Regions from separate parts of the Oryctolagus cuniculus genome. Here region 1 is linked to region 2. Evidence: chromatin contacts called from public Micro-C data. All regions are on one chromosome and are shown on one strand. The core of a region is the stretch at or near the end of the contact, and the rest is flanking DNA. Distances in the headings are between cores, read along the strand shown.

Region 1 (5,521 bases), core at 2,714-5,213, 160 kb before region 2:
GTACTTTTCAAGAAAGATTATAAAACTAAGCAGGCAAAAGCTTTAATTCACTGCGTATTTTAATGCACCCAATATAGGTAATACCCCAGATCTCCCAGTCATGCAAGTGCAGACCTAAAGATGAGGCTCTGTCTGCCAAGCAGGCCTCCCCTCTGTCCCCCCCACCCCGGGGGGGGGGGCTCTCTGACCCAGGCCGCCCTGATCTCGCCCTGCCCCTCCCACACTTCTAACCCCATTGCGAGACCGCTGACATCGGCCGCACAGCCTCATGAGTGTGGGAAGAAGAGGACGGAACTGCCATCTCCACGGGCAACCAGCTGTCCCCATTCTGTGCAATGTCCTCTGGGATCCTGCACGTCTGAACTTGGCCACCAAAGGCCTCCTTCCAGCTCCCTGCCCCTCAGCCTCGGGCCACAGATCGCAGGAATCAAGGGCGGCTGTTTCTGGTTAGGTATTGTTCATTCACCTGCCAGTTCCATCACCTGGCTAGCACGGCCGCCCAGGCTGCCAGCCAGAACCCTACGGTCTCTGATCCAGGCTGCCTGTCACAGGAGGCCATCCGAGGCCAAAACTCCCACTGGAATAGGCCCAGAGAAACAGCACTTCCCAAAGAGCGACAGCCATGTGCAAACAGCGTGACATCTGTGTAGCATCGCACGTCCCTTTCAGGGCCCCCAAAATGCTTTCACTGGTAGAGTCTCAAGGTCATGGCTCCCTTCAGTTCCTCCATGTTCTGACCGCGTCCAGGCCGCAGTGAGACCCCATTCCATCCCGACCAGCCTGGCTGTGCTCTCTGCTGGGACCACCACAGGGTTCAGAACGGACACAGCCGACAAGCAGTGGCCCGAGAACGCGAGCGTGAGACCCTGTCTGCCGCTGCCGCCCCGCCCCTCAAGAGCCTCCAACGTTAAGGCTGGCCTGGTGGCCCCGGGGGATCACGGGACTTGGCAGGGCTTGATCGGCAGGTAACTGGTAACAGAGGGAACGTGCCACCGTTACTGTTAGGACCTCCGTTGCAAAGAAAGCACACAAAGCAAAATGACTGCGAGGAACAAGTAGCACAGAACAGTAAAGCTCCCACGAGGTGCGGGCACAGCACAGAATGGGAGCACCACTCACGCACTCGGCTAGCCTGCGGTCTTCTCCCGAACAATGAAAATAATGTTTTCTAAGTACATGGATTAAAAATGCAAGGTGTTCTGAAAACACACAGTCACACGGCACAGGCTACCCATGGGACTGTGCCTCCCACCCCTCCCTTCCTGGCAGAGGGGAGGGGCGAGGAGAAAGTACACCGAGGGGACACAGCGGAAGGGGCGGGAACTTGGGACGTCGGGGCAAAGCGAGCAGGGCTGCTCCCGTCTCAGCTGCACTGCAGCGTTCTGCTAACGCACCTTACGTAGTCTTCATGCTACCCAGCACGGCACCGGCCCGCCCAGGGGCTGCCCTGCGGTTCCGTCGGCAAGGCGCCCACCACCTTCCCTCCTTTTGCTGCCCAGGAGGCGCGGCTGCCATCCTCCCCTCTCGTCTTGGGAACAACCTACTAATTAAAACCCAGGAAACGGCTTCATAAGGAAAACAAACTCTCAGACAAAACCAACAGGCATTTTAAACACTGTTGTAGAAACTGCTGGATAGCAAGCTCGGATTCTTGAAGGCAACCTTTTAAATCCTTTCCTGAAATGGCACTTTTTCTTAAATCATCACCTTACATTTGAAGTGATATTTCTATCTCGTCTCAGCCCAAAGCCAGGTTCCCTGCATTACTCTCCGTGTGTGTATCTGCTTGTTCCTGTTATAGAAGTTTCAGAAGACAAGCCAACACTATCGCTAACAGCATGCGTAAGAGAATTATTATTCTGTGACTCCTCTCCCAGAAGCTGTCTTGTCAGGACGCACAGCTAAGGCGCCACAGCAGAGAAGCGCGCAGGGCCACCGCGCACGCGCAGTGAGGGGAGGCGCTTACCGCTACTCTCAGCAGCTCCTTCTCCACCTGCTCCAGTTTGTTCTGCTTGGAGGCGGCCGAGTAGAGGGCGGTGGCATAGCGGCCTTCCACGCCGTACACCTGCACCGGCGGCTTGAGAGGGAGAGGGAAGCCGAGGGAGATCGGTGAACCGTGCTTCGTACAGACAACACGGCACGGACAGTCATCAGAGGGCTGTCCTAAGAACAAACCCTCACACCGATTAGGGGTCTGGGTGTTTCCTTGGCCTGACCAGGCAAACGTTTAGGAAGCGCCCGCAGGCACCCCTTCCTCCCTGCGGCGGCGCTGCTGGGGCTCCGCTCCCGGCCCCCACGCCCCAGCGTTCAACGCCACAGAGCCCACGCTTGCACCATCTTCCCCAGGGGACTGCGGCCTTTTCCCTACACGCCACAGTCAATGTACGACTGCACGTGCCGCGTGGTGCTGCGTGGCTGCACAGGGGAAAGCCCAGGCAATAGTGAGGCCGAGCAAAGCACCGTCTCCTGGAGCCTCAGTTTCCCCTTTCACACAACGGCAAGGCCTGCCATGCTCCAGCGCCGCAGAGGGGCGGTGAGAACTTCTCACGTGGAGGGTGGCTCTGGGCGATCTGGTGCTTGGACGACGGCAGGGATGTGACAGTCACTTCTCACCCACTTAAAGGTTCCGCTGGCGTCTGTCACAGGGCAAGCACCCTCCACCATCACCGTCCCCACCCTGCGCACGTGTGTCTTGTGAATCGCAACAACATGCAAAGGTTTACGTAGAAGCGACACCACAGGCCACGGCCTGACTGTAGGGCTAGAGCATGCACACCCTCCCACAGGCCCCTCCCCCACACAGGCGTGTGTATAAAGGACCTACCCTCACGAGCTTGGCAAACGGCCGGACCACAGATGTACTGAAGCTTCGCACCTTCAAAGCAAGAATGGAAACAGGTCAAAAGAAATGTCTTCGAGAATCTCTGTAATTCATTCAATCGCGACCTAAGGCTGCCTTTTAAACGATGTTTTTTGACATAGACTCCACGCGGGTGAGCTGTCTTTATTAGCCAGGAGTCCATGTTCTCACCGAGAATCACGCCACGTTGTTTGGAAAATCGCTTTCCCAGTAATCTCCTAGTTTGCCAGGAACCGGCCGAGGCAAGCGCCCAGTACCAAGGAGAAAACGCTACCTTCCAGGAAGTTAACATCTAACATTTCTGAGCGGGATTTTAACACAAGGGGGAGGAATCCGTAAGGAGCTGTAACAGATGGGCTGTCAGGAATCCACCTGCTGTCTAGTGGTTAGGGCGCGGGAGCGTGACCGCACAAGTTCAAGTCCCCAGCGATGCCCTTGCGGCTCTCAAGGGCCATAATCCACGCACCCGCAAAGGCACGGACCGCCCTCCAGGGCTCTGAGCTCCAGAACGCACTGTGTTAAAACCGGCTCTAAGGGCAGGGTTTTCGGGCTTATGGGGAAATCATGGAAACTACAGCGGGGTCAAGTGCGCAAAGCATCGCGGTGAGACGGAAGCGCGGCTATTTGATTTATTTTTCCCAACGCCACTTTCTCGGTGACACTGGGGTTCGGGTCTTAACCCCATCACTCACTACCCAAGCAGCCCAGGACGCCCCATTTGAACTTCTCATGTCCTTTATAAACCTGGGAAATCCGCCTGAAGTCACCAGCGACCCCCGACGGTTTATGGAACAGCCCAGGCGGCGAAGCCCGGGGCTGGCCGGTGGCCCCTGGCGCCAGGGGTTTCCCGGGCTGTGCCCTGAGGACGCCGAGATGACCGCGCGCCCAGCACCGCGCCGGGCACCCCACAGGCGTCCCGGGGGACGCGAGCCGGGCCGCCCTCACTCGCCAGGCCCCACGACCTTGAACGGCGGCCTTGGTTTCCCAGCGGTGGCCTCGAACCCTAGCGCGCAGGCTCTGGTACAAGTTTCCCCAAGGAGGGCGTCCTCCCAGCTAGCTTCTCTCACCTGCCGGGTGAGCCCGCACACTGCGGGGGCCGCCATCTTCTCCCGGGCAGCTGTAGGTCAAATCCGAGCTGGAAGAGGAAGGGGCGCGAGGGCGCACGCGCGCGTCAGCGTACCCGCTAGGCTCTCTGGGAAGTGTAGGCGTAGGTCGCCACAGCGCGTGCGTAGCCACCTCCTTCAAGCTGGGAGTTGTAGTCCTTAGACGATGCAGTAGGGGTGACCTCCCAGGGGGAGGCTGCACCTGCGAAAGGAATCCTTGAGTTCTGGTCCCCGGGGTAAAAACGATGGCGTTTGTCGCATTTCACAGATACCTTTATGTCCGACTACTCATCCCTCCAGCTGCCTTCTGGAGCTTCGTTTTCCCTTTTGCGGGAACAGGTTTAGCCGACAGCATCGCCGACCTCCTCTTGGGCGCTTCCTTCGTGGCGCCTTCGGCAGAGGTGTCCTTGGAAGCAGGGCGGGTGCGTGCCGGGTACCGACAGCCTAGCGAAGCCGGGCTGCGGGGCTGCCGCCGCGGCTCTCCCCCGCCCGCTGGAGCCGTTGGGAACTGCCATGGCCCCTCCTGGAAGCGTCTTTATACATTCATTAAAAAAAAATTAAGATAAATTCCAAATAGTCCCCAGAACCGGCACAGCCTGGTGAGATAGTCCAAGTACTTGGCTTCCGATGCGTGAGGCCAAGTCCTTTCCACAGGGTTAAACCAAGTCATGCTTTTCGCTCGCTAGTAGTGTCTGAAAATCCTTGTTCCCCTGCACAATGCAAATCATATTTCCAAATACATATTTAATTTAATTTAAATTTTTAAAAAGATTGATTTTATTTATTTGAAAGTCAGAATTACAGGAGGAGAGAGAGACAGAGACAGAGACAGAGGGCGAGACATCTTCCATCCACTGGTTCACTCCCTAGGTGGCTGCAACAGCCAGGGCTGGGCCAGGCCAAAGCCAGGAACCAGGAGCTTCTTCCAGATCTCCCACGTGGGTGCAGAGGACCAGGAACTTGGGCCATCTTCTACTGCTCTCCCAGGCCATAGCAGGGAGCTGCACCGGAAGTGGAGCAACCGGGACTCCAGCCAACGGCCATATGGGATGCTGATGCTACAAATGGCGGCTTTACCTGCTCCTCCACAGCGCCAGCCTCTTCCATATACATCTAATGGAAAGTCTATTCATTTAACACGCTTTGTGGAGCATGGGTCCTGTGTGTCAGAAGCTGTACCATGCCTTGAAGACAGAGCAGGGTATGACAAAGGGCTTGTCTTCGTAGGCCTGGTATTCTCCGTGAAATTGAACGGCAGCACCTGTGTGGGTTTTTGGAGCTATACTGCGAATCCAAAGTGCTGAGGCCAAAAACGCTTGGAAAACAGGGTCGCTCTGAAAAAGATTGGGAATTCATCTGCAGGTGTGTCCCACGGGGACACGCCCTCTGTTTAGTTTGTATTCACCCCATTCCGCTCCACCCCCATGCACCTTCCCTATGCAGAGGTTTATGGGTATTTGAATTTTGGGATTTATTAGGTGGTTGCACATACATGGTGTCATTTTTATTTGGAGTGTCTGGCTAGCCCCAGGGTGTAGGTGGGCCTGGTACCCTCCCC
Region 2 (5,134 bases), core at 1,401-3,900:
TATTTCCCACAGACTTTTGGCAAAACCCTTGCGTTGGTGCTTGAGGGTTGAAGGAAGAATCCTTGCAAAGGGAGAGTTTGACTGCTTCGGTGAGGACCAAGTGTGTGGGAGCCTGGAGCTGCAGATGGGAGGGGCTGGTGGTGTTTGGAGGGTGCTGCTCGCTCCCTCTGCGTGGGCTGCTCAACACGGAGACGTTGTGGAGCTCCCAGGGGGTGTGGTCAAAGTTAGGAAAGTCTACCAAGGTTGGTTTTCCCCACGTGTAAACTGGGGGCAGTGATAGTACCTATCTCCGTGGTGAGGGCTGCAACCAAGCCCTTACCGCTCTGTTCCCGGCTCATAGTGGATGCTCTAAACGTCAGAGTCAGTAATAAAAATAACGGCTACCTTTGAAAATTAATGATGGGACGCTCAAGGTCAAGTCTCATTATTCAGCAATAAAAAAGGAAGGTAAAGGGATGACCCAGGGTGTATCCTCAGGTTACTTTTTAAAATTGGACTGGATTTCAATTTCTGTTCTTATTCTTCTTTCCTATCCTCCCTCAAAAGACGTTCTTCAAAATTGATTAAAGCCTCTGGTTAGTCACATCTTAAATATCTACCATATTAAGAATTCTCGGAGAACCGAAGAGTCATTTTTGTAATGGATGCATTAAATACTGCAGTATTACTTTATAATCCTATAGACTATTTTTGTATGAAGGTAAGAACGTTTTGATGAAGTTAAGTTTGTAGTTATAGCAGGAAGACACTGAGTTTGCAGCAGTACTCTCAGTGATTTTAAGAATGAGAAAAAATTCTTAAATGAAGCTACAGGTATTCTGCTACTATGCTTTAGAAAAAAAGGATTGAAGGGGAAAGTGTTGAGATGGTAGCCCTCCTTCAGAATGAGCTTGTGGGTGGCCATCAGCTTGGGTGGGTTTGGGGTGCTGACTCTGCATTATGCAGTCAGGCTACTTTCCTTACACCACCTGGAGGTAATGGAGCCGCAGATCCTCACATGTCCCAGGGTTTGGGAGAAACAGTGGAGCTTCCAAGAGGGAATGCTCCAGGTTGCGCTCAGCTGCTCGTTTGCCTTGGTCCTTGGCTTGGCATATTCTTGTGGAGGTCCTGCGGTCCCAACTGGATCACGTAATGGACAACGGGAAGCAGAGCTGAAGTGGGGGTTCCTCCTAGACAATCTGTGACTCCCTCCTGAAGTCCAGGAATGCCTTCCTGCCCCTTCTGTCCTCACTCCCGCCCTCCCTTGATTGTATTGTCACTGCTTTTTATAAAAACGTATTTTCCAGATTTATTTATTGAAAGAGATGGAGCAATAGGGACACAGACACGGACATGCACACACACACACACACACACACACGGAGTGGGGGGGGGGAATCTTCCACCTGCTGGTTCATCCCCAAATGACTGCAAAGGCCAGCATCGGGCTAGGTGGAAGCCAGGAACCGGAGACTCCATCCAGGTCTCCCACGTGGGTTGCAGGGCCGCAAACAATTGGGCCATCTGCTGCTGCTTTCCCAGGCACGTTAGCAGGGGGCTGGATCAGAAGTGGAGCAGCCAGGACTCAAACGGGCACCTGTCTGGGATGCCAGAGTCAGAGGTGGCGGCTTATCTCGACGCACCAGGACACGGGCCCCTTGCTACTCCTTTAGGGGAAGTTGGCAGTTCCCAGGTGGATTCATGACTGCAGTCTCGCTTTAGAAGAACACAGGGACAGGCGTGGAAGTAGTAAAAGACCCAGACATCAGAGAAGCGTGTGTTCCAAGCACCCTCCTTGCTTTTGTGGAGTAAGGGGGTGGATGTGAGATGGTCAAGTCTCTGGGTGACAAAGGGACCCTCTGTTCTTGGTTTACAGAGAGCACACGGTTAATCCACCACCGCACCACACACCAGCCCCCTTGCTCCGGGTGGCCACAGGTGTAGCGTGGTGGCTGCATATCTCATCTCTCTTAGTAACCACCTTCGCCTACCTGGAACTTCCTAAGCCCTACAGTGGGGTCAGTAGCGCCTGCCTCATTGCACTGCCCAGAGAATTTTCCAGGACACAGCTCATACACTTAGTAGGTGCTCCGTGAACTTCAGCCATCTCACTGCCAGACCCTTCTAAACCGGCCCAGGGCCAAGGCCAGCAGTTGCAAGGGTCTTCGTCTATGCGGGGCGCAGCGCGACAAAATCGCATTGGGCACCGCTGGAGGCCACGGCGAGGGAGGGGCCCGGGGTCCGGAGGGATGCAGGGGCTCCCGGGGGCTCGGCGCATCCTTTTTAATGCACGCCGAGCACACGCGGAAAGAATACTGGCGAGCGTCCCGGCGTCAGCTCGCCCCCGGCAACCGCACGCGGCGCCCCCGCGCTCCGGGGCGGAGGTGCGGCAAGCGCCTCACGGGCACCGCGTCCCCCGTCTCCCCGCAGGCGCAGCCCGCCCAAGGTCGCGCGGCCCCCGAGGGGTGCAGCCGCACGGAACCCGCGCGCGGGGGGCCCACGGCGGGCGCCTCGCGCACCCTCGCCGGGGAAGGGGCCTCGGGGCGCCGCGGGCCGGGAGAGCCCGGGGGGTCCCGCTGAGGAAACCCCCCCCTCTCCTCGGTGCGCTGCCTCTCGCCGGGAATCGGCGGGCGAGGGGCGCGCGCGCGCGCTCACACACACCACACACACACACACACACGCACGCGGACGAGACCGCACCGCGGCGCACGCGCACTCGCCGCCCAGGATGAGACGGAAGCGATGGAAAGTTCCACCCGGTTCGCGAGCCGTAGGTAGCACGCGCGGCGGCGGCGGAGGCAGGGCGCGCCCAGGGGGGGACCCCAGCGGCCTCTGCGGGCCGCTCACGGTCGTGGGCCCGACTCTGGGCCCGAGTGGGTGCCGGCCACGGGCCGCGGGCCGCAGGCCAGGGACCCCGGCGCGGGCGGCGCCCCGGGGACCGCGGCTGCGGCGGCGACGCAGCCGGCGGGAGGGGGCGGGGCGGCCGCGCGAGCGCGCGGGGGCGGGGCGCGCCGAGGGGCGGGGCGTGCGGTCTGCGCAGCTGCCAGCGCCTTTAAGCCCGGGCTCGCGCGGCCGGAGAGCGCTTTCGCCGCCCGGGAGCTGTCCGGCCCAGGAGCCCTCAGGACCCCCCCACCCCGCCCCGGCCGGCGCGGGTCCAGCCGTTCCCCGCCCCTCCGCGTCCAGGGAGCCGGCTCGAGTCGAGCCGCGCGCCGAGCGTTCGGGCAATGCCCCGCTACGAGCTGGCTTTGATCCTGAAAGCCATGCAGCGGGTAAGTGACCTTCCCTCCGAAGCGCGTGTTCCCGCGTGGGTGCCCCCGCCATGGCCGCCGCCGCCGCCGCCGCCGCTAGGCCGCCGCCTCCCTCCGTCCCCGGCGGCGGGACCCCGGGTCTCCCCGCGCGGCCCGTGGTGGGGGTGGGGGGCGTCCGCGCGGAGGGCCCGGCCGCGTGCGCGCGGGAGGCGGGGGTGTGCCCGCGCGGCGCGCGGCGCGGGAGGGTGTGCCTCGCACGCGGCCGGGCGGGGGGTGGGGCGGCTCGGGCCGCGGGAGCCCCCTCCGAAGGTGCGCGGGAGGACACGCGCGGGCGCCCCGGCCCGCTCCCGCCTCGTGAAGCTGCTGGCCGCCGCGGGACGCCGGGCGCTCAATAAACCGTTCCTGCAAAGCGTGTTTGTGCAGTTCTCTGAACCCCGCTCGCACGTTGAGGAAACACACGCACCAAAAACAGCCCGCCCCGGGACTTCTCTCTCTCTCTCTCCGACTTCAGCGCGAATCCTGCTCCCGGTGCCCCTCGCCCCGGGGCGGGCACCCGGGCGGGGGCCTTGTGCGCCCCGAGAAGACACTTTCCCGCCCCGCCCCGCCCGGCGTGTGCTTGATGTTGAGTGGGGGCGCGCAGGTGTGGAGGGCCGGCGAGCGACCCTGCCCAGCACCGGGGCGGCCGGAGGCAGCGCTTCGCCCGACGCCCCCACGGAGTCGGTAATGTAGCGTGGGAGCGCCTCCCCGCCCCCGGGACGGTTCCAAGTAAGCCTCGGCGCACCACTACGTCTGCACGCAGCCCGTGTCGGCTTCGGGGCAGTCTCCGAGGGACTGCCGCCAGGTTGGGGTGAACTGAAGCCTAGGATGCTGGCCAGGCTCCCCGAGAACGGACGCTGGCCTGTGCACATGGTTGACTGGGGCCGCGAGCCGGGTCCGGAGGCTCCGTCCCCGCGAGCCATTGTGTCCCCCTGCCTGCTCTCCCGGCGCCCGCCGGGGAGAGCTTGATGTCTTGCCCAGCCTCCTGACAGATCTTGCTCCCGGCTTTTACCAGGATACACGGCTTAAAACGAGTAGGAACCACGGGAAAAGTTACCCAAAGGCCGTTTTTAGTTAAGTGGAACTCTCTACGCCGTCCGTTTAACCTCTTTTTCAGCAGATATTACAGAACGTGGGAAATGTTACTGAAACGCCTTTTGTTAACTTCCTTGGGTAGCTAGCAGGTGATCAGTGGCTACAGGAGGTAACCTGTAGGCTTAACGCGCCCCTGAACCTTGAAATGAAGACCCACACACTTCTCTGTTTCTGATAACAGCTGCCAAGTGTGTAGCTTAACATGGCTACGAGTATGTTAGTTAAATGTGTTTCCTTCACCATGCTACCTATTTTTTTTTTTTTCTTTTTGTATGCTGTAACAACCAGGGTTCACAGACTTTGGATGTGGAGGTTGCAATTTTTACTCTAGTACAGATAAGGTATATGTAGTTTGGTTAAAATAATAAACTCCTTGAAATTCTTGCCCAAGGGCAGGGGGCAACAAACAAAACCAAACCAGACCATTCTGGAAAGAGCAGCTCATTGGAGGGGGGAGGTGGGCTCCATGGTCTTAGGTAGAATCTTGTAACAAAAATTGTATGGAGATGATCCTTGACCTAAATAAAGTAAGATTAAACAACTACAGAAACTCCACTTTTTGTTAAGAACTTATCTTTGAGTAGATTGTAAATGTGTCATAAAGACAGGTTTTGGGTAATTTTGTTTGCTTTCAACTTGAGAAGGTTGGATTCTAAAATAGGATGTGTAATTTGGGGTTTATAAACGTGAAGTGCCACTTTGTGCCTGCACACTTTTGAAGGCCCTGGGGCAGGCGCAGTGCTGCCCCAAGCAGTTCCTTCTGCTGCAGGGGCTGT

The links. Hi-C and Micro-C count contacts between places; a contact is called where the count stands out from the background.
Region 1: a Micro-C map of ear pinna shows a contact between it and region 2, with 5 times the contacts expected there. The contact joins the promoter of ATP5PO here to the promoter of MRPS6 in region 2. A contact is called at or near these places in 3 of 6 Hi-C or Micro-C datasets (ear pinna, psoas muscle and skin fibroblasts).

The regions. Positions count from the first base shown.
Region 1 is chr4:11,119,749-11,125,269 of mOryCun1.1, reverse strand. ATP5PO (ATP synthase peripheral stalk subunit OSCP) reads right to left here and starts at 3,963. Exons shown (of 7, transcript NM_001171421.1): 1 at 3,928-3,963; 2 at 2,825-2,875; 3 at 1,967-2,077. The coding sequence starts at 3,963. It overlaps LOC138849236 (a long non-coding RNA gene), which reads right to left. Exons shown (of 3, transcript XR_011387722.1): 3 at 4,693-5,297.
Region 2 is chr4:10,958,626-10,963,759 of mOryCun1.1, reverse strand. It overlaps MRPS6 (mitochondrial ribosomal protein S6), which reads left to right and starts at 2,650. Exons shown (of 3, transcript XM_070071862.1): 1 at 2,650-2,749. The coding sequence starts at 2,708. It also overlaps a transcript of SLC5A3 not described here.